Regions from separate parts of the Mus musculus genome. Here all the other regions are linked to region 4. A link is a contact called in public Hi-C, HiCAR-type, HiChIP or PLAC-seq and promoter capture Hi-C data. All regions are on one chromosome and are shown on one strand. Each heading gives the region's core, a stretch centred on a gene start, on an enhancer-like site or on the middle of the called end of the contact. The rest is flanking DNA. Distances are from core to core; before and after follow the strand shown.

Region 1 (3,214 bases), core at 67-2,566, 2.3 Mb after region 4:
AGATGTGGTGCATGCTCAGCATCCTAGCACTGGATAATGGGGGTTGGGGTAGAGGCAGAAGGTCTCCTGGAACTTGCTGGCCAACAGGTCTGCATGAATTAAAGGGGTTTAGGTTCAGAATATACAGTAGAGAAAAAGAGGTGAACACCCCAGCATTGACTTTTGGCTTGCACTCACATACACATGTATAAACACAAATATGCACCTGGGAATGTAGCAGCAGACGGTAGATGGTACAGAGCTTTTAATCCTGTTTTAATTCTCTAGGGGAAAACTAGAGAAGTTGAGTTAGCAAATGGAGGCTCTCCAGTCCCCCAGCCAAAGAACGCAGTCCACAGCTGTTTGGACCCAAAGTGCTTGAGCAGAACATCTTAGGAGAGAGAGAGAGAGAGAGAGAGAGAGAGAGAGAGAGAGAGAGAGAGAGAGAGAGAGAGAGAGAGAGAGAGAACGCACACAAGTGTGGTGTGTGTGTGTATGTGTGTGTGTGTGTGTGTCTTGGATCCCCCCAAGGGCCTTCCCTAGTTAACTCCCACCTCCTGACATTCCCAGAGCCTCTCAGAAATATCTTTACCAGATGCAGACCAAGCGTTCAGAACACATGCCTGTGGGAACATTTCATTCTAGCCTTAATACATACTCAAAAGGTTCACCCATTTTTGCACGTTTGACATGAACTTCCAGGACCTACCAGAGGGATTGCAAGATAATAACTTATGGGAATTCCCATCCACTGGTGGATCTTAGGCTCTAAGGGAAAGAAACGAAATGCTTTGGCTTGTGCTTCATATATATGCACAGAGCCTCAGCCTCAGGTCCAAGCAGGTTGAGGACTCTTCTCATTCATTTGCATTATCAGAAGTTAGGGTGAAAAGATGATTCTTTCATAGTATTCATGGTAAACTACTCACAGGCAGGATAGCTGTCGGGCAGGTTCTGGCAAGTCCAGAGACTTGCTGTAATTTGCATAGACAGACTACTCTAGAGGGTCCCAGATACTTCACTGAGTGAGATTTCCAGCTTCTGACTGGTAGGGTCGGGATTTTTCACTCGTTTCTTTCTAGCTGTTGGCACTCGTTCTTCTAGTATTGAAAACAGGGGTCCAACTTCAGGAGGACTCATTGCCCCCTTGTCCCGCCACCCCCACCCCCCAACTGATCTGGGCCCTCCCTTTGGCATTGCTGGGGGCTGCTCGCCTGGTCCTGGTGCATGGACATTAAGGCACCTCTGAACGGCAGGGGGCGCTGGCGTGCAAACTGGCTCTGCCTCCCGCGCCCGCGCTTAGTGCGCGCTCGCGCCCCGTCGACCCCGCGCGCAGTTCTCAGGGCGCAGGGCGGGGAGGCATAAAGGGCGCTGCGCTGCGGGGCGGGCTGCACGCGGGAGGCTGACGGGGCAGCGGCACCCGCGAGCCGGCACCGGGCGGGGCCATCACAGCCACGCGCAAAGAGGCCGAGCGGGAGCCCGGACCGCGCGGGACCAGGTGGGTGACGCGCGCGTCCCCTTTGTGTCGGCATCGCCCGAGCGGGCCGCGCGGGATAAGGCTGTGCGGGGCTGGTTTCGGCCCCCTAACCCGTGCTGCCGGGCGGGGACCCCGCGGGCTCCGGGGCGGCGATGGGGACTATGCTCCGGGATTCCGCTGGGTGACGGCCGCGTCCTCCTGGCCGCTTGCACTTGGGGATCGCGCGCCACGGAGAAGTCTCCAGCCGCAGGCGCGGGGTGTGCTTTGCTGGAGTGGCCCGGGTGGGCGGCCGTCTGCAGGCCTTGGGTGGACTCCCGCCGTGACCTGGACATGGGCAGAGCGAGGGCGTGGGGAAGGTCGGGTCCGTTCTGGCCAGTGGCAGTCGCGAGTACCCCGCAGTGCTTAGCCGCGCCTGGCCGTGGGCATGGTCCTCTGCTAGCCTCTGGCCCAGGAGTCTCCGTGTCCCTTGTACCCCTCTTGCCCAAGGAAGTCCCCTCAGGACTCTCGTATCCCGTGCTCCGCATTGCTCCCGGTTTTCTACACCATCCGTGGAGCTCAGAGATTGTATCGCTCCTCCTGCTAAAACTGAAGGCTTCCTGGCCGCCGCCGTTGCGCGGGAAGAGGCGACTTCTTCACCCTAGGCGGGTCTCTGGTGGTCGCACTTAAAGTTTGCTCTAGTTCTTGTTTTGGTCTCTTTTTTTCAGAGAATACTTTAAAGTATACTTATTTTGAACAGTCCTACAGCCTGCTTGGTACAGGGTCAAAGGCCAAGTAACAAGGAGAGCTAGACAAGGCTCTGGGAAACCTTCCCAGGGTTCCTGTGTCCTAGGATTAGAAGGACAGTCCAATCTTGCTTAGGACAGTTCTAGGAAGGAAGGGCCTTCCAGGCGTGGTGTCTGGGAGACAGGTCCTTCTCAATGACCCCGGCCAGGGTAGTAGTTTAGACGGCTAAGAGACGCACATAAACACAGTAGCAGACAGAAGGAAAGGTGGTCAGTGTGCCCTCCGATGAGAGAGCAGAGACAGGGGCCTTTCTAAAGGAGGGATGTGGAATCAGATGACCAGTGGGGCGTAGCCAGGGTGGGGGAAAAAGCACCAGCAAAGGAATGCAGAGTGTGAAGAACCGTTCCCACGGGGTTGCCTCCTTGGCTCCCAAAGAGCCAAAGTTTCGCTCCTCTTCAGCCATACCATTGGTCTGGACTACTTTTTCCAGTGTCTTCCACAGTTTTGCTCTTATTACATTTTAAAGACTGCTAGGGAAGTATATCTGGAGGGGGTTTTGAATTGCAGGTGGAGACTCTGGACTTGGCCTCTGTTGAGTGGGACTCATGGGTGGTCTTGCAGGAGGACTACAAACAGTAAGTACTTCATGCTTCAGGGTGGCTATAGCAGTGTTAAAGGGCCAGGTGCCCCCGGTCGGGTTTTAAGTCAGACACCACCCTTTGCCATACACACCCATTTTACTTTCCAGGGGTCCAACTGACCCTTCTGGGAAAATGGGTGCATCTAATTCAGCATTTTCTGGACCCAGCACAATTTGAATTCTGGAGTTAACATTTTGATATATACACTCCTCTTTAGTTTTTTTCCAAGTGAGTTTTTGTAGGCTCCCTAGCCCAGGCTGGCCTGGAACTAACTCCCTAGGGAGCTGAACATGACCTTAAATTTCTGCAGTTTGCGCCAATGGAGTATTGGAGTGAATGGGACGGACCGCTATAATCAGTTTATGTATAATTGAGGTTTGAACACAGGGCTTTG
Region 2 (2,963 bases), core at 5-2,504, 2.2 Mb before region 4:
AAACAAACAAAACAAAACAATAACCAAACCAAACAAAAAAAACCATACAGGCACTATATACTAGAGATGCAGCAATCAAATTACCCTCCACACCACCCCTTTGTAAAGTATCGCAGAACCAAAGACACTGTGTCAAAGTCCTGACACCTCTACCTCTGGAAGTCCCAAACGCATGTGAGCCCCTCCCCTAGGGACTATCCTTTCCCAGAGATCACATTCCCACAAAGGCCCTACACAACCCCCAATCTGCACCTCCTTCATCTGTGTCAAGTACACAGGATGCCAATTCTCAAAACAATTTGAAACCAGAAGATGGTAAAACATCAGATATTAGGGGAAAAATAACAAAATGAAAGTCTGTCTTCAAAACTGGAAATGCTGGAGGAAAAAAAATTTTTTTTCTGCAATGAAGCGGAACGACTGTGGTTAACAATCAACCAAAACCTTTAGCCAGGAGTGTAGAAAACTAATCTTGAGTTCTGAGGATTTACAAAAGGATCCGTGCAGTATGATCTTGGTGGATGCGCCCAGACAAACCCAGGGACTTGACTGTTTTCTCTCCTCTTTCACAACGCCCATCGCAAGAGGAAGAGTTGCCGCGGTGCCGACACGCCCCAGCCGCTCAGACCCTTACTCACTGGTGCCTGCCGCTCCTCTCGGTACCCGAGCTCCTCACTCCAGTCCAGGAAGAGGAAAGCGTTCTCCTTGGTCCGCCTCCCTGACGGGACCCGCCCAGCGGGCGCACACCTGACCCAGGTAAGGGAATAGGTGTATGCCCTGTTTTTGCCAAAGCGATCACTGGTCCTATACCCTTGCTCAGAACGTAGCTCATCTGCGTCCACCCGCCTCATTCCTTTGAAGCCTTGTAAATCACCCCCTCTTCTTAATCGGGGAAACCCACTGCTAAGTACCGTGGCCCGGCCTGGGGTCGGTGGTCCAAAGGGGTAACTTAGCTTGGAAGGGCGGGTAGCTCCGATCGGAGGAGCCACCCTAGGAGGCTCTGCAAGCCGCTATCCTTGAGTTCATTGGCTGCCCTGGCACATCCTAATCCTCCCTGCTCAACACCGTGCCACCCAAGCTGCTCTGGGGGTCGCCCCGCGTTCACCCCGCCCTCACTCCTTAGACGTGCGACCTGGGCAGAGCTCAGAGTGAACGCTAGCCCGGGCTGCCAACCCGAACGCCTAAGCCCCGCCCTCTAGGCGACTTCTGGCCCCGCCTCTGGCCGCGTACGAACGTGGGGCGGCGGACTGCGCATGTCCACGGTCAGAACCCTGGCAGTGCGCATGCGCCTCGTCCCGACGCGGTTTCTGGGCGCCAGGGTCTGCACCGAAACATGGCAGAGGTTGGGTCCAAGTCAGTGCTGTTCGTGTGTCTCGGTAAGGACTCGCCGACTTAAGGGTCTTTTTCTTTGGGACCCTGAAGTGCTCTCCCTGTTAGGCTTCCGAACAAGAGCGCTGGGCGGAGGAAGCAGATCAGAAGGCCTTGGCTGGGCCCGCGTCTGAGCACATACTCGTTTGTCTGCCTTTTTCATATGCATCCCCCATCATCTGGTACTCCTCTGAGCCCGAGATCTGTGTAATTTTTGTCCCAGATTATGCCCTTCCAAAGCCCATGTCACCCTTCCGAGTGCCCTTCAACCACAAATCTTTGTGCGAGTTCTCTCTCTCAAGCCCGTAGACCCCTCTCACTTGCTCCTCCTCTTTTAAGTCTGAGAGTCGCCCATCATCTGCTTTGGCAGTTACTTCCAAATCTCTGTGCTGAAAAATATCCAACCAAAACAACTTTAGGGAGAACAGATTTGTTTTGACTCAGTTTCAGAGGTTCAGGCCCCTTTTGAATGGTTGTAGATTCTGGGCTTGTGGTGAGGCAAGGCATCATGGTCCTTCAAGGTGGCCAGAGCATGAGTCAGGGACTATTTGCTCCTGTGGACGGGAATCACAGAAGGGGAGAGTAGAGAGCAAGACAAGCGTTAGCCCCAAGAGCACGCATCGGGATGTATTTTCTTCTGCTCAGCCACACTTGTATCTTTCATTACCTCCAGTCATTTCCTCATATTTTGAATCTACTGGGTTAAACCATTGACTAGGTCAGTGCCCTTATGATCACATCCTCGGGGGATAAGCCATCACCGACGTCCTGAGAGTTGTCTTTTTCTAATCAGTTAAGGTCTCGATGACGATTAATCATCATCCCTGTTATTCCCTCATGCTCTTGTCCGTCACCTAACTTGCTTTTCTTCCTTTGAACCCTCTCACCTGCTAACTGGCCCAGGTGGCTTCATATCTGTAGTGTGACTCTCTAAGCTGGCCCCTTCTATTAGAACAGCTGGAGTTCTTGCCGGAAACCCCCACCCCCACCCCTGTTCCCCATTGTGCCAACGTGAGCCTAGGTTACAGGAAGACCATTCTGTGACAGGTTTGTTTGATGTCATCCTTGGGTCACAGTTGCTATGGTTCTCAGCCAGTCTCTTTTCTTTAGGTCTCTCTGAAACCTTGGTTTTCAGTCCCTAGGACAATTACTCATGCCATGTGAAAAACAGTTTGTTTTTAAATGAATAATCTTTTAAGTACCTTCTAACACAGAATTTCAACCTTGATTCTCCTTTACATAATATGCAATTCTTTCTTTTTTCAGAGTTCTTGCCTCCTTGACTCCACCCTGAGGGGCAAGGGTTAAATTGTCAACAGTCCAGCTATTTGTCTTTTGTCCTCTGCTTTTCCTACAGAGTGACACTCCTCTTTAGGCTAGAAGTCTGCCAAGACTTTCTGTCTACCTCGCTTTATCTTTCCCACCCACCTGTGGGGACTGCCCTTAAGAAACTGTTGCTGTCCTATGCCTTGATGGTATGGTTAACTTTACTGGGAACCTTAATGCTGGGTTTTGCTTGAAAAGCCATCTGTTTTATAAAGTCAAAATGATGAAAAAAAAGTCAAGGATTTTTTATACCCAGACCATTGGTACCC
Region 3 (2,953 bases), core at 129-2,628, 2.5 Mb after region 4:
ATTCCTCAAAGCTGTGGAAGCTGGCCCTGGTGTCTAATCTCACTCCCAGTGTATTGTAATGTCATAGTAACCCAGGTGCAGTCCCCAGGATTTCATCAGAGAGGGCACAGACAATGCCCAGGCTATGAGGCTAGGAATCAGTCCAACAGGTGTTTATTTGTTTGTTATTGTTGAAATTCAGAATCTGAATTACAGTTCCATTAAAAGGGGGACCAAAAAAAAATCTGCCTCTTTCTAGATAGAACCAATCAGTTAAGGGAACAAGAATGAAATATCCTGGAATATGACATATAGTACTGCTGATACTGGATCCTAGGCTTCCGGATTGGGAAGGAAAAAGGACAAGTTTTATCAGGAGATGAGAGCCCTTTGGGAAGGAGCCCAGTAGCTCCTAACTCTCCCTGACTCCCCAGCTGACAACAGTGAAACACTGATTAAGAGGCTGCTGTTTTTTTCCCAATGGTAGCAGCAATCGTTCCCTGGAAGCCAGCTCTCTTGATTAATGTATAAAGGAGATGCGAAAACATACACTCTGCTTTTCTGATACTAAATATACACACCTTTAATCTCTGTTCTCCAGCCTATGCAAGAGCTCACCAGAGAAGAAAATCAAATAGCATACTGTATACAGAAGCTCTCTCCCCCCAAATGCCTGGTTCCTGATTAGAGCAAGAAGAAAGAATAGGATGCCACAGGGAAAGGCACACATCCAAACTATGGAGAGATATCATATTCCTTCTCTCAAGGAAGTGAGGAGCATCTATATGTTTTAATTAAAATATGAAATGCATTTAAGTAAATCTCACTAAGCTCTGAGTCAGCACCTTTAGAAATCATTTTCTCTTTGTTGCAGCCAAATGCAAAGTGATTGATCCGACTGCGAAGTGTAGGGTTTGTGGGACTGTATCAATCCGCCATTTGGAGACTCCGCGCCAACAGTTGTATTTGGTAAGGCGAGTACTAGAGGGAACTCGTAGAAAACTAAAATGCTTGTCAACAGATGAGACACAAATGTACGATCCAAAGCTGTTTCTGGAACGAGCCATTTGGGGAACTGCCACACAGCTTGAGAGATCTGAAAGAAAATGCAGGCTCCACGTGACAACTTTAAATAAAACATAAAGGCCTTTGCTCACAGGGTGGGGGGTCTTACTCTTGCTGATCTACTAGTTTTCCCTGAAAATTGTATTAGCTTGGAAAGTAAACACAATTACTCTGTGAATGCAAATTATGCTTCTAACTAATTACTGATCGAATCCAGCAAAGGACAGCCACATTTTTGTCTTTTGAAATATAATATAAGAAACATTTGTAGTGTGGAGGCTTACCTTGTCCGTCCGAGGAAATTAATTTTCTTTCCTTACCCAGAAAGATTGGTAATTAGCTGGGAGTGTGATGTTCCCTTGTTGCTATGACTACAGCAAGACTTCATAAGGCCCCAGGACTGAGAAAGAGCAAAGGTGACAGAGCCCTTGAGGGAGAGATACTTCCTTGCGGAGCAAGTACAGCCAGCTACCCACCCCATCACACAAGAAGAAGAGGAGCTGGGTTAAGCCTACGGTGCTAATTTACAAAGTATTTTAAAATCAAAGATTGTCCGCACAACATTGTTAACTTTATCTTCTTTTTTCCCCCTCCTTTTTCTTCCTCTGTTTTAAACCCAGGTGTTCTAGGTAATTTGATATTGCTATTGCCTCCAGGGATTTTGTTTGTTTGCTAGTTTTAATCCAAGGAAGTAAAAGAGGCCTCTCAGAGCCACAAGGTTGAAGGTCAAAGATCCCTGGGGTCTGCTGAGCCTAAAAACCCTCCCATGTGGACATTTTCTTAGGTAGAGGAGGCTGCCCATGCTGGAATTTGAGTTTGAGAGCAAGCTTAAACCCCAGAAGCTTCACAATCTTAAACAAGACTGATTCCCCATCATCCTAGTCTTACTTTCCCTGTTGCTTTCTTAACGTTTGATATGAATCTAGGATTCTGTAGGATAGACTTGGACCACCAACACACTTGTTTTTCTGTTTTAAATATGTCACGTTATGAGTCTGTTGTCCTGTTCCCAGCATCCCCCACGTGCTGAGGCAGGTGCTGGCATGAAGCGAGTGAGTGTGAGCCTTTAGGGAATTCACGTGGAAGGGAAGGAGAAGGGTGCACTTACAGGAATAGCATTGGTGCTTAGGGTAGGAAATGAAGGAACGGAGACAAACCTTGACCAATTCGGAGCTACCAAAGTGGAGGACATGGTGAGGTAGGCATGCAGTGATCACAGATAGCAGATGAGCCTCATGGTCTCTTTTCCTCTAAGAATCATACAAGGAGTTTTGAGCATTTCCTTGTGAGGGATCCTATCATTGTCACAGTATAAGTAAATCACATGCAAAGCTACATACTTTTGTCTCATGCATTACAGAAAAAAAGGAAAGCCAAAATTCAGCTCTGGAAGTCTAAGAATGTATGGCTATATTTCTAAAATGTAGCCCATCATACAAAGAAAACAAAAAGACAGACACTCAGTGACGACTTCCTCCTCCTCCTCCTCCTCCTCCTCCTCCTCCCTCCCTCCCTCCCTCCCTCCCTCCCTCCCTCTCCCTCCTTCTCTCTCTTTCTCTCTCCTACCCCTCTCCCCCGTGTGTGTATGGGTGTAGTGGGTGGGTATACACAACTGTACATGTATGTGTAGAAGCCAGTGTGAGATGTATTCTCCATCATGGTAGTAGGTGGGTGTGCACATCTGTGCATGCATGTGTTGAAGCCAGCAGTCAGTATGAGATGTCTTCTTTTGGTACCTTCTCCTGTCTAGAACCGTAAGCCAAAATAAACTCTTGCTCCCATAATTCACTTCTAGTTGTGGCATTTTATCTCAGCAACAGAGAAGTAGCTGAGACATTAAGGTAACAATGTAGTGGCAGAGCTTGTGCTTAGCATTGGAAGGTTCTGATTTCAATCTCTAGTGTATCCT
Region 4 (3,366 bases), core at 358-2,857:
CGCTGAGCCATCTCTCCAGCCCCTACCTATTCTTTAAGGTCCAAAGCCAAGGACACGCACTTCACGACTGGATCTCCAAAGGCTGACAGAACTAATCTGAAACCCTACATGAAACTACTAGCAATGAATTTAGTGACATTTAACTTTGTTTTACAATGAAGTGCATATTTTATTATCATGGAACAACACACCAACACACAGGCATCAATATATTTTATGTGTCTGTATGAGTGCTTGTATGTCTGGGCACCACTCTAGTGTCTGGTGTCCACAAAGGCCAGGAGAGAACATGAGACCCCCTGGAACTGGCTGAATGCGCCCCTTCCTAATGTGGAAACTTCACCCACAGGATGACGTAAGAGGTGGGCCTCCTGGCTCCCGGTGGGGTCACAGCTGCTCCTGATTGAGATGAGTGGCTCTACTGCCCTGAGGAGCTGTTTAAGGTTTCATAGAAGTCAGCTATGAGGGGGCCTTCACCAGACACCCAAAGCACCTAATCGGGTTCCAGTCTCTACTGGGCAGCCAGTTCCTGTTGTTTACAGATCTGGTGTAGATACAAAGTCCTGAGTGTGACTCCTAATCTAAGGTATCCGTGATGATCGAAGGAAGGGACGAAGGCAGTATTCCAAAAGCTCTTTCACTCCAACGTTGTAGTCATAAGGGGCCTTTCTGTCACCCTGCTCTGTCCCCTTTCCCTAGCAACTTCTGCCGTGGGAGCAAAGACTAACTCAACAGGAATGCCAGAGGCCTTGCTGACCCCAACCCCACAACCCTGAAGCCATGCTTGCTGATCCAGGACAAAATTGCATCACCAAGTCCGTCCCATGCAAAGCCTTGATTTCATATGTGCACAACCCAGATTCTTCTCCAATCACCTATTTCCCCCGCTTCCTATCCCAAAAATATCCTCCTATTACTTGCAGACATGGATTTGAGCGTCGTTCCCACCTTAACGTGGCCACCCGACCTGTGGACGCTGCTTCAGCTGTGAGCACAGCATGTGGTGAGCAGGCCTTCATGGTTTTTAAGGGGCATGACTCTGCAAAGGACTCATCAAACGTTCCTCAGGCATGGCTCCAAGGCCAGTTGGTTTGCACTTCATTTTGACCATACCAATGCACACAGGCTAGATCCAGTTACCCCTCCACTAACCCCAGATTCTCTGCGGCTTTCCTGTGTTTGAACTGCGTTACCCGTGACACTACCATGTGACTGGCAGCTGGCCGTGCGTTTGCAAACACTAGCTGTGAACGCGCGCGAGTACCAAGAGGAAAGCAGGCGCCACCAGCCCAAAGCCTTCTCTGCAGTTATGGAAATCTCTGGAAACGGCGGCCTTGCTGAGCTTGCGCAGCACCCTAGCCCCCATCCCCACCCCCACCCGGCCCACCCCGTCACGGCGTGCGCGTGCGCAGGCGCGTGGTGCTCCGGCCTGCACTCGTACCTTCCAATAGAGCACTCCGAGCGTGCGCAGCTGCTCCAGGCTCACGGGGCGGTCGGGCTGTGCGCGGTGGGGCTTCCGCGGGTCGGCGGTGGACTCGTCCATATACCAGGCCTGCACCATGGTGGCGGCGGCGGCTTCCACTAACTGGCTGGAAGGGGCGTTGCTTGAAGGAGCCCCAACGGTGGTGGGCGGGGTGTAGGGCGGAGTTGTCGGGAGGGCGTGACCGCTCAGGTAGAATTCAGGACCAGGAAAGGCGTCTCACCCTCTGGAGAAGGTGGTGGCATATCCACAGCCTCCTCGGCAGTTATGTGTCTACCCTGTTTTCCTTGCAAATGCTATGATAAAATATTCTTACAAAGGCAGCTTTCAGGCAGAAAGGGTTTACTTGGCTCACAGTTCCAGGTTAAATTCCATCATTCGGGGCAGCAGAATTGTCAGAAGAGGAACTTGAAGCAGCTAGTTCATAGCCAAGAGCAGAGAGAAATGAATGCATGTGTGTTCACTAGTGCTCGGACCCTTTCTATACTTTCTTTTTAAATTAATGCAATCTAGATAGTCCCCCATAGACAGGCCACAGGCCAACCTGATCTAGACCGTTTCTCATTACTACTCACCTCCTAGGTGATTCTAGCTATGTTAACATGACTGTTAAAATAAACCCGTCATGGTGCTGAAAAGATGGCTCGAGCAGTTAAGGGCATCTGTTGCTCTTTCAGAGAACCCAGATGCAATTCCCTGCAGCCACTTGGTAGTTCACAACCACCCATAACTCCAGTTCTGGGGGATCTGCTGCGCTCTTCTGAATTCTGTGGCTATGTTCACACGTGTTGCATATCCAAGGCAAAACGCTTCTAAATAAACCTAAAATAAGTAAATGAAACTAACCTCCATGCTATCCGAAGGTGCAGCACAGATTAAAGATGGGTGTTTCTTCAAAATCTGATTAAGAAAGTCCCATGGGGGGGGGGGGGGCTGGAGAGATGGCTCAGTGGTTAAGAGCACTGACTGCTCTTCTGAAGGTCCTGAGTTCAATTCCCAGCAACCACATGATGGCTCACAACCATCCATAACGAGATCTGGCGCCCTCTTCTGGGGTGTCTGAAGACAGCTACAGTATACTTACATATAATAAGTAAATAAATCTTAAAAAAAAAAAGAAAGAAAGAAAGAAAAAAGAAAGTTCCATTGGTGGGACTTAGACCTCATAATATGATGCTAATTCGTTAACTGCAAACGGCAAGGGTGTTATAAAGAGTAAGAACAACAAATGGCTGTCATCTCAGGGTTGGGTAACAGGACCACACAAGATTTTAACAAATAGGGAGGTTTGTGGAATAGTGGCCCTTGGTGGGATAGCCATCTTTGATAGAAAAAAATTACCGTAGTTTAAAAGTATGACAACTGAGGACCAGATAGCTTTAAAGAATTTTTTGTGCTTGTCAGTGGTGGCGCACACCTTTAATCCCAGCACTTGGGAGCCAGAGGCAGGCAGATTTCTGAGTTTGAAGCCAGCCTGGTCTACAGAGTGAGTTCCAGGACAGCCAGAGCTACACAGAGAAACCCTGTCTCAAAAAACCAAAATTCAAAAACCAAAAAAAAAAAAAAAAGAAAAGAAAAAGTCCACAGCAAGTGCTAAGGCAGGGGTTTGAACTCAGGAAGCCTCACCTAAAATTCTGCTTAAAAAGCTGCTAAAATACAGAGCAAGAAGCAAAACCTTTGTTCAGCTGTAGAAATAAGAGTCTTGAGTCAGGAAGGCTGCCTGCCCCTTGCCTGCTTCTGGCTAGAGCAACACAGCGGGATCCCCGAGCACTGTGTGTTGGCTTCTGTCTTATGCAGAGATCAACTGGGATGAGAGAGGGCAGCAGGTTCATGCCAAGAGCATCATACTTTAGAAAAGTAAGTCGGTCAAGATGCCCCAAGGAATT
Region 5 (2,963 bases), core at 328-2,827, 2.2 Mb after region 4:
AAAAGTGAGGCAGAGTGTTGAAGAAACAAGCTGAAAGTGAGTAATTGACAAATGCCAGACATCTGCCCGGCTAACCAAGGGCTTTTTGCCATCCTCTAGCCCTGCCCCACCATTTGTAATACCGTATTAACTACAGAAACCAGCAGGCCCCAAGCACTGCTTGGGTGTAACACAATCTTAGGCTTTTCCTTGAAGACTCTGTTACAAATCCCTTATCCCTCCATCACAGGAACATTTACAGATGACAGGGGTGTGTGTGTTGGGGATATGGGGGGATAAAAGCAAAAAAAAAAAAAAACAAAAAACAAAAACAAAAAACTCTTGAGCAGTTGAGTGACCGCATATGGCCCACAAACCAGTTGAATACTTACATGCTCTTACACTCTCCGATGCACATAGCATCTCCTGCACCACAAGATCCCAGATTGGTAGCAAATGCCCAGCAAATTATCCCTTTATCTAGCTGACTTCCTTCTCCTGATTTCCAGGGGACTCTACTCCCCCTGCAGGCTTTTGAGAATGAATGTATTAGCAGAAAGCATTGCTCAGCCAGGTAGGTGTTGGATGCACGAGCCACTAAGTTGACAGAAACCTACACACGAAATATTGAAGGCAGCATCCGTGTCTAACACAGAGCCTACCTGTGTTGCCTACACCACCTGGCTCGTGAATAAGAATAAACAAACCAAGCCGAAAGCACTTGATTGGCCAACCAAAGTGCTGAGTCCCCAGCTCCACTCAGTCCCCAAGGGAAAGAACTCTTACCTCTTCCAAGACAGCCCTTGCCGCGTCCCGGTCTTGGAACACCGCAGAGTTAAGCAGATCTGGCAGCAATGGGTGCAGATGAGGTTCCTGTGCCGGCAGGACGCATGCGCAGTCCACCTGCACCTGCCTGTCTCCCTGCAACTCCCACAGACGCTGCCACAGCAAACCCTGGGAGTCGGCCTGGAACTCGGCCAACTGCGGGCGCGCCGCCTCCTGGCAGGAGCCCAGAAGCTGGAGCAAGTCGCGCCGAGTGTCCGGGTGGTCGCAAGGGTCCCGCAGCAGGAAGCCATGCTGGGCTTCGCCGGCCTGATCGCCCGGACCATAGCCCAGAAGCTTGCTCAGTTGGCATCTCTGTAAAGGACCCCGGCGCAGCTGCTGCAGCAGGCGATGGTGCACCCGGGCCGCCTGCACCCGGGGCCCGCAGCCTTCGCCTGGAGCCAGGGGCACACACAGCGCGTAGCTGCGCCCTGGGGGGCCGAGCAGCTCTGCCAGGCGTGCATCCCTGTGGTCTGTTGCATCCCCCAGGACGAAGTGAGTCAGGGAGCAATCTGGCAGCTCCACAGTGAAGCGCCGCGGCCGAGCCATGGTCCCCATGCAGGCCTGGTGTCGCCCGCACAGCCTCCGCGACAGACGCCCGAGCCACAGTGGGGCTCGAGGGCGGCTTATTAGGGCCATGGGTGTCCCGGGCCGCGCCCTCCGCCACGCCTCGGAAACGAAACCGCGGTGACCACAGACCCAGGATCCCCGGGAAACGAAAGTGAAGGCAGCTGTGGCTGAGACCTCCAGTGTGGCCGAGCTACTCCCGGGCTTGGGCTTCTCCTCCCACCACAGCCGCGCCTTTAACTGTCGGCAGCGGTTAGGAAATTCTGGCCCTGGGGCTCTGGCGGGTTGCTAACACTGGTGTGGTCCCCTGGCAACGCCTGCTCTTGAGAATTCCAGGCTCTCCTGAGGAATCAGCTTTGTCTGGCTTGGTTCTGTAGTGGCAGGTGATCCTAGCTCCAGTTTTGGAACTCTAGGATACTTACTTATGTTGTATGAGGACTTGGGGAGCTGGAGACAGAGGCGCAAAGGGATCACATCAAGAAAACACGCCGCCACCACCACCACCACCCCCGCCCCCCAACACACACACACACACACACACACACACACACACACACACACACACAGAGAGAGAGAGAGAGAGAGAGAGAGAGAGAGAGAGAGAGAGAGAGAGAGCGCTTCATGACCCACCTGTCCACAGGCACCTGACCTCCTTCAGGTACCTGGCCTCAATTTACCTTGCAGTAACTTCAGGCCTGAAGCGTATTTGGGCAGCTTTTCAACTTTGCAAATGAGGGACTCCTCCAGGGTGCCCTTTGCTCACGTGGGATGCAAACTGGAATATGTGGCCAGGTTGTCACATTAAGTAATTGCCAATCAAAATTTCCTGCATCAATGTCCTGTGTTTGTTTTGAATTTTTTGTTTCTCTCTGTGTGTGTCTCTCTCTGTCTCTCTGTCTCTCTATCTCTGTCTCTCTGTGTGTGTGTGTTTCTGTCTCTGTTTCTGTCTCTGTCTCTCTCTCTCTCTCTCTCTCTCTCTCCCTCTCTCTCTCTCTCTCTCTCTCTGTGTGTGTGTGTGTGTGTGTGTGTGTGTGTGTGTGTGTGTGTGTGTGTGTGTGTGTTGGCTATGTTTTAGAAGTCTTAAGACCGTCTCAACCTTGCTGGTTCACAGTAAAGATAGGTGTTTCAGTGAGGCTCCCAGCTTAAGATTTATCCCCACACAAGGAAGGTGTAAGGCCAGGGTGAGCAGACTGTCAGTTGTGTTGGTAGAGCAAAAAGATGCAATGCACAACTGACCCTGGAGTGAGCTGTCCAAGGAACACAACACCTCCGGCAGTTTGCTACAGGGACCTCTGTGAAATTACTGCCTGGCAGACCTGCTAGAGTCTCAGATTATAATTGTTGGAAATAAATATTTTTGGTCACACACACACAATCACACACAGAGAGACACAGAAATGAAAGTAACCCTGCAAGACAATTTTTTGTTTGTTTTTAGGATATTCTTTTTTTTTAAATTATTTTCTTTATTTACATTTCAAATGTTGTCCCCTTTCCTAGTTTCCCCTCTGAAAATCCCCTATCCCCTCCCCCTCCCTCTGCTCCACAACCCACTCACTCCCATTCTTGGCCCTGGCATTCACCTGTACTGGGGC
Region 6 (3,066 bases), core at 470-2,969, 2.2 Mb before region 4:
TGGGAAGCCTCCCCTGCAAAGAGCAGAGTGTCCTGAACTGTGCACTAGCACATCTTGGAAGTGGATTAGGATTGCTATCTGAGAGGCTCACACACAGTTTCTTGTTCCTGCCAGTTTTTTTCTTGAGAAACAAGCAAAAAACAAAACAAAATGAACTCTCTCTCTCTCTCTCTCTCTCTCTCTCTCTCTCTCTCTCTCTCTCTCACACACACACACACACACACACACACACACACACACACAAACCCTGTTAAAATTTAAAGTTGATTTATCTTTAAACCTGTGTTTCTGAGAAGCAGTTCTTAAAAATATTAATATGTCTTTCAGACACGGAAGTTAGCCCTTCCATCCATATTGTCAAGACCCACTTTTGCTCCTCAGTACACAGTGTGGCTAGAACTCTTTTGGGGCCCACAGTGACAGGACCCCACTCACTCTTCAGGTCATATTGCTGGGCAATCAAACATCCTTGGTTTCTCAGGTCCATATGTCAAGACTCAGTCTCATCAATTCTGTTTACGTGTTCAGGACCCCACCCCTTCCAGTCCTCGTGGTCCAAAGCCTTGGCCCTCATTCACTCTCTACCTTGTAGGTTGGCACTGTTGGACACCCACCAATTACCAACTCTCTCCCCCTCAGATCTACACTGTTGGGATACTCACTTTCTGTTCCTCATAGTCTACACTGCCCGGATCCTCATCCACTTTCCACTGGTCCATTCTTGCCACAGCTCAATTTTATTAACTTTCTGTACTTTGTGGTCTACACTGCTGCGGGACACTCCTCCACTCTGTTCCTCAGATACACACTGCTACGGCTCCCTCTTCTACACTCTGACCCCACAGTCTACGCTGCCAGATACTCACCTCTTGAGACTTTCTGCCTTTCAAAATCTACGCTGCCAGAACCCCCCGCCCCTTACTCTCTTTCATATTATGGTCTACACTGCTGGATTCTCACCCACTCTAAGCCCTCCACCAGTTCTACACCGAGGAACACTCACCCACTCTCTGCTCCTCTTGGTCTGCCCCATAATCCGTGGCCTCTCTGCGGCCCAGGGCAAAGTCGGACTCGCCAAGGAGCTGCAACCTCTTGGAGTCTCCTATGTGGAATTTCTTCAGCTCCTGGACCAGCTCAACTAGCAACCTCAGCAGCGTTTGCCGGTCTGCAGGCCCCCTGGACTGCGCTCGTCCCCGGTCCCCCACCGTGCTCAGCAGTAGCAGCAGCGCAAGGAGCATCGGGCGCCCGGACACGCGCATGGCCCTGGTGGCCTGTGTCGCGGGTCTTGGGACCCGCCGCCCCAGCAGCCGGCGCCCAAGTTTCCCGCACGCGGAGTCCAGGCGCAGCCTGAGCCCGCCGCACAACTTTCTTTCACAGCGGGGACGGCGCGCGGGGTCTTTGGACACCTCTTTGAGATGCGAGGCCACAGGTGACGCCCCGGGGGCTGCCGAGGTCCGGAGCCGCGGAGCAGATGGGCAGCCCTGGACTTGAGAGGTCCGGGCACCTGCCAGCGGTGGGCCCCGCACTGCCCTCGGGCACCTGCGCCCACGCCGTGGATCCCGCGTCGTCCTCGGGCACCTGATCACCAGAGGTCCCGCGTCTGCCGCGCTCCTCGGTCCCCCAGTCCCGACACTACTTGATGAGCTCCAGCCCCACTTGTCCAGCGCAGGGACACAGGACGCGCAGCTCCTACGGGGACAGCGCTCACCCTGCTGCTCCGAGTCCCGCTGTCCTCGGGCGCTTCTTATTCCCGCGGCCGCCGACGTCAGGCGGGTCCCCCGGGTTCCGAGCGCCGCTTTAATTAGAACCACGGAGCGCCGCTCTGGGGCGCGGATATTCGTCAGGCCCCTCCGCCTCTCGCTCTCTCATCCCCTCCCCTGTCCCCTCCAGGCCCAGTCTTCAGTCTCCGCCCCTCCCTCACGTCTCCACCCGCGTCTGGTCTCCCCCTCTCTTGTCCTTCCTCTGCCTCTCCTGTCTCCCTCTCCCGCAGTCTGTTTCCCTCCGTTCCTGTCACAAGTGACAGGATGAGCAGAAACGCCTTTACCGGGAACTGGGATCTGTTTTTGTCTAAATGTAGATCTTGGGCTATTTAAAAGGAGCTGCTTGATTGCCTCAACATTGAGTGTCATCTAGAGTCTGGACTTTCTGAAGAAGGGTTCTGCTGAATACAGGCAGGTTTCTGGTTCTGAAGAGGATGATGGGAGCAGGAGCGCCCTGCAGAAAGCCCCTCACTTGGAGGGACCCAAGCAGCCTACGAAGGTTCTTAGAGCAGTGACACTGCTGTACCACGCTGGACCCGGGGCCTGGTTGGCTCCAGAGCTCTTGCCACTCAAAGCTGCATCTTTAAGAAAGTTTGATCTTTTGGAAATAGCCAGGCACATTTGCAAGGGCTCAGCAATTTACTTGCCTGATTTTTTTTTTTTCCCTCTTGTGATAAGTATTACCAACTGCACAGTTTCCCATTTCATTGGTGCTTTCTGGGCAGGAGCTGGAAGTCCTCCAAGTCGGCGATCACATCGGGGAAAGGTGTTCTTAGTACAGCATCGGAAAGGGAGAAGGCAAGCATTAAAAGCCTTGATCTTTAACCCGCAGTTGCTCAGGCTGCTGCGAAGATGCAGTGCCTTACAGGTGCGCACCTGCACTGGCCAAGGGTGAGCAAGGGATCACTGTGTGCCAGCCCCTGCTCTGCACGGTTCTTGACTTCTAACTCCATTTCCCCTCTCCACCACCTTCTCCCTCCTTTCACTGGTTTTCTTTCCCTAGCAGATCAAGTGCCTGGTAGAGTGGGACCACGAGCTATGGGAGACCCTAACAATTTGATTTTCAAATTTGGGTTTTTTGTTTGTTTGTTTGTTTTAGCTTTAGTTTAGGGCTCCCCCCCCCAGTTTATTTAGTTTTGTTGCATGCAATATAGTTGAAAGACATAGGATCCTGATGAAATGCATTGCAAGACGAAGGAAGATTTCCTGAGAAACAGATCTCAAGCAGATAAGATGGGATACTTCTCCTTCCCTCCTTTTCTCTATCCCTGTAAGAAGGGACGTGAAGTTCTTCTGGCAATAGGGA
Region 7 (3,238 bases), core at 185-2,684, 2.7 Mb before region 4:
CCGGTGGTTGCGTTTTCCTTGCTGGTCGAGTTGGATGCAACAATAAATGGAGATCATTGACCAGTATTTGATCATACGTCTACCTTTAGCTGTATGGGACCCGGAAAAGACAATGCTATTCTGAATACCCATCTGTCCAGCTGAACAATCTCTTATCTTATGAAAGGGGAAAACAAGGGCTTAAGATGTAACTCAGGTGAAGAATGCTTGCCTGGTATACTAGAAGCTCTGGGTTCCGTTCCCAGCAATCAGCAACACATGGTGGTGGGCACCTGTAATCCCAGCACTCAGGAGATGAAGGCAAGAGGACTATAAATTCAAGGTCATTCTAAGCTCTATATTGAGTTTGAAGCCAGTCTGGGACACATGAGACACTCTCTCAAGAAACCAAAAAGGGGTTGTGGTGGTGATTAATATTTGGTAACAGCTAGCTTTCGTCATAACATTAAAAAATCATTTATTCATGTCTTTTTCCTTCTAAATGGGCATAGATAGGTAAGAAGTAATATTCATCTAATCCCTAACTCTATGGAGTTCAGTACAGTGCCTGGGCTGTAAACTTTTGAGAAGTATAGAGTTAAGGTTTAAACTAGAGACTGTTATTACAAAGTGGTATCAGACCTTAAATCTCTGTGCTCAATTTTTTTTTTTTTTTTGTTTTTGTTTTTGTTTTTCGAGATAGGGAGCTCTGGCTGTCCTGGAACTCACTCTGTAGACCAGGCTGGCCTGGCCTCGAACTGAGAAATCTGCCTGCCTCTGCCTCCCGAGTGCTGGGATTAAAGGCGTAGCCCACCACGCCAGGCTCTGTGCTCAATCTTATAGACAACAGTTAGCAATCTTTTAGGTGCACTCTCAATGAAAACCTAACACCTCACCCACCATCCCAACCCTTCTAGTTTCTTCTACAAGGGAGGCGTGCTTTCAAAATACAAAAATAGAAGGGAGCTTGTTTTCTATACTTTTTGTTAGCGCAGTTTTCAGAACAGGATGTTGGTGAAGAAAGGTTCAAGCCTATCCTTTCCATTGCCTTCGAGAACAGAGATTGTAAACCAGCCGTTAAAATCAAAGCCTTTGTTCGTAGAGCTGCAGTTACCTCTCCTTTGCTTTCTTTAACCTCTCAGGGCTCCATCCAGAAAATGCAAACAGTTCATACGGTTTTTGTAAAGCTAGATAAAGCCTACTGCCCACGAATATCTAGCACAACCATAAGCTTGTCAAGTTGTCAAACTTTTCTTCCTTTCCTATTTAAACTTTACTTTCTGTGGGCTTTACTGAAGAAACAACATTTTTATTTATCTAGTTCGTCTTTCAAGGATAATTTGCAACTCTACTCCAGTCATTTGAGCAACAGTTCTCCAATTCCCCAGCTGCCACAAAGCGCAGCGCCCTTCACGACAGCGCACGACGAAGCGACCGGAAAGCCTCTGCCTTTCGGGCCAATCGCGCTGCTCCTCGGCGATGACGTATATGTTGCGCAGGCGCAGGGTGGGGAGACCTTGGATAAGTCTTACCAGGCGTTCAGCGGAGGTGAAAACCCCTGGTTGGAGGGACGGGACCGAGGGACGATGCAGAGCTGGAGTCGTGTGTACCGCTCCTTGGCCAAGGTGAGGGCGGCCCGCGAGGGGATGATGCTGGACCACAGGCACTTAGACGCCCGCTGTGGGCCCGGACGCGGCCTGCCGCCGGGAACCGCCGCGGCCCCGCCTCTATGCCGGCTCGGTGCGGCCTCCCGAGGCAGCGGGGAGCGCGAGCCCGGGCTCGGGAGGGCCCTGCTGCGGAATGACTGCCCGCAGCCCCACACGACCCGGACGCTGGTCCAGGGGCCTGGGCCCTCCCCCAGTTTCGGGGAGGAGTAAATGACCCTTGCCACGCGCGGCCTGCCCCTTCCTACCTTTCGCCTCATCCTAATGACCCGGGGGGTGGCCTACTCTCCTACGGCGGGGAAGTAACCTTGAGGCCCGACTGGCCCAGACGTGGTCAGCTCCAACACACCGTCCCGCGAGTTCCTCCTCCAAGGATCTGTTTTCATTCACGTCTCTAAACTAGTGCACCCTGCCATCAGTCAGGCCCTGGGGCTTATAGTTTTAATTGCAGCGGTTTGTCGTCCAAACAACTTTCCCATTTCACCTGCCAATTGACAGCTGCCAAATTGAATGTATGAGGCCTAGTGGCAGGGTAGCAGGATAACTTTAGGGACAATACAGAAATGAGACTCTTCACGGCTGAGCCGTCTGTGTCTTTAAAAGTTAATGTAACACGCAAAATGTCACTGTTTTAGGGAGAAGGTGAGCCGCGTCTCTCAGTACAGACAGTTCTTTGTTCCTCTTTGGTTGGCATATCTTGATCTCAGGTGCAGAAGTTGTCTTCAAGTAAAAAACCTTGCTGCATCAGAGTATATTGTCGCTGCTGTCCATTGCTTACTCGCTGTGATAGGAGCTGGAAGTGTGCTTTCTTTATGTGGCCCTGGCCTTAGGAAATGGTAGTCACACTGCTTAGAGAGTGTGAGATTATGATGCAATTTGTGGGACTTCCAGAATGTGAGGCCACTCCGTTGTTGGTACATTTTCCTAGTCCAGTTGGTGGCTTAAGAACATCTTTATAGATCTTATAAGTGATTACAGACTGTTAAGTAGATTTGTTAGGAAGCAGAATGACAGATGAAATGAATATCATTGAAATACTTAAATACCTGAATTCAAAGTTTTGGGATTTTAATTAGAATACTAAACTGATCCTTGGCAATAAAATTAACAATGCTTTCTGAAGTTTTAATAAAACTGTAAGCCATTAAATATATTTTTATTAGATTTAATATGAAATGGTTCATTGAATGTTCATAATAATAAGGCAGACCTGGCAAGGTAAGATTGTGAAAGTTTAATATTATGGACAAAAAAGGGAAATTGGTAGGATACCTGTTTGCGGCAGAGAAAGTCCATTAGTATTATTGCTTGATACATTTGCCCCAGTTGTCATCGACCTTTTAAATTACATGTATTACTTGTGCACATGCCTGTGGGCATGAGCGTGCAACATAGGATGAAAGGATGCCAGAAGACAGCTTCTGGGAGTCAGGTCTCTGCCACCATATAGTTCCCACGGATTAAACTTGGGAAGTCACCCTTGGTGGCAGGAGCCTTTAGCCAGCGGGCTATTTTGCCAGCCTGTTTTAAAAATTATATTTTACTTAACAGGAAAATTTCTTTTGTCTTTTTTTTTTCTATTCTAGAAAGGCCAT

The links. Promoter capture Hi-C pulls out the DNA fragments that hold promoters and counts their contacts. A called contact is a pair of places that touch in the nucleus more often than the background predicts. HiCAR-type assays count read pairs that join an accessible place to other places. HiChIP or PLAC-seq counts read pairs in DNA pulled down with a chosen protein or histone mark. Capture Hi-C pulls out chosen DNA fragments and counts their contacts.
Region 1: a contact with region 4 is called in a HiCAR-type map of astrocytes, with 3 times the contacts expected there. The contact joins the promoter of Rnf144a here to the promoter of Adi1 in region 4. A contact is called at or near these places in 4 of 39 promoter capture datasets (cranial neural crest, frontonasal cranial neural crest, hippocampal neurons and 1 more) and 2 of 115 datasets of contacts at active chromatin or transcription factors (astrocytes and large pre-B cells).
Region 2: a Hi-C map of B cells shows a contact between it and region 4, with 5 read pairs. The contact joins the promoter of Acp1 here to the promoter of Adi1 in region 4. A contact is called at or near these places in 1 of 39 promoter capture datasets (pre-B cells), 1 of 484 Hi-C or Micro-C datasets (B cells) and 2 of 115 datasets of contacts at active chromatin or transcription factors (large pre-B cells and pro-B cells).
Region 3: a promoter capture Hi-C map of hippocampal neurons shows a contact between it and region 4, with 5 times the contacts expected there. The contact joins the promoter of 4930480M12Rik here to the promoter of Adi1 in region 4.
Region 5: an H3K27ac HiChIP or PLAC-seq map of large pre-B cells shows a contact between it and region 4, with 5 times the contacts expected there. The contact joins the promoter of Cmpk2 here to the promoter of Adi1 in region 4. A contact is called at or near these places in 6 of 39 promoter capture datasets (cranial neural crest, hematopoietic stem and progenitor cells, hippocampal neurons and 2 more) and 1 of 115 datasets of contacts at active chromatin or transcription factors (large pre-B cells).
Region 6: a promoter capture Hi-C map of adipose tissue shows a contact between it and region 4, with 3 times the contacts expected there. The contact joins the promoter of Alkal2 here to the promoter of Adi1 in region 4. A contact is called at or near these places in 1 of 39 promoter capture datasets (pre-B cells) and 1 of 9 other capture datasets (adipose tissue).
Region 7: a contact with region 4 is called in a promoter capture Hi-C map of pre-B cells, with 8 times the contacts expected there. The contact joins the promoter of Dld here to the promoter of Adi1 in region 4. A contact is called at or near these places in 2 of 39 promoter capture datasets (liver and pre-B cells).

Annotation. Positions count from the first base shown.
Region 1 is chr12:26,413,364-26,416,577 of GRCm38.p6, reverse strand. It overlaps Rnf144a (ring finger protein 144A), which reads left to right and starts at 1,316. Exons shown (of 10, transcript NM_001081977.2): 1 at 1,316-1,477. It overlaps Mir6538 (microRNA 6538), which reads left to right and starts at 1,568; the gene lies at 1,568-1,677.
Region 2 is chr12:30,909,903-30,912,865 of GRCm38.p6, reverse strand. Acp1 (acid phosphatase 1, soluble) reads left to right here and starts at 1,254. Exons shown (of 6, transcript NM_021330.4): 1 at 1,254-1,376. The coding sequence starts at 1,334. Sh3yl1 (Sh3 domain YSC-like 1) reads right to left here and starts at 1,197. Exons shown (of 10, transcript NM_013709.5): 1 at 639-1,197. The coding sequence starts at 639.
Region 3 is chr12:26,209,692-26,212,644 of GRCm38.p6, reverse strand. 4930480M12Rik (RIKEN cDNA 4930480M12 gene) reads right to left here and starts at 1,378. Exons shown (of 3, transcript NR_046278.1): 1 at 1,329-1,378. Gm29687 (predicted gene, 29687) reads left to right here and starts at 2,140. Exons shown (of 5, transcript NR_131149.1): 1 at 2,140-2,242.
Region 4 is chr12:28,673,448-28,676,813 of GRCm38.p6, reverse strand. Adi1 (acireductone dioxygenase 1) reads right to left here and starts at 1,607. Exons shown (of 4, transcript NM_134052.2): 1 at 1,442-1,607. The coding sequence starts at 1,561.
Region 5 is chr12:26,467,829-26,470,791 of GRCm38.p6, reverse strand. It overlaps Cmpk2 (cytidine monophosphate (UMP-CMP) kinase 2, mitochondrial), which reads right to left and starts at 1,577. Exons shown (of 5, transcript NM_020557.4): 1 at 766-1,577. The coding sequence starts at 1,440.
Region 6 is chr12:30,882,977-30,886,042 of GRCm38.p6, reverse strand. Alkal2 (ALK and LTK ligand 2) reads right to left here and starts at 1,719. Exons shown (of 5, transcript NM_001159743.2): 1 at 1,004-1,719. The coding sequence starts at 1,259.
Region 7 is chr12:31,349,667-31,352,904 of GRCm38.p6, reverse strand. Dld (dihydrolipoamide dehydrogenase) reads left to right here and starts at 1,434. Exons shown (of 14, transcript NM_007861.5): 1 at 1,434-1,604; 2 at 3,230-3,238. The coding sequence starts at 1,566.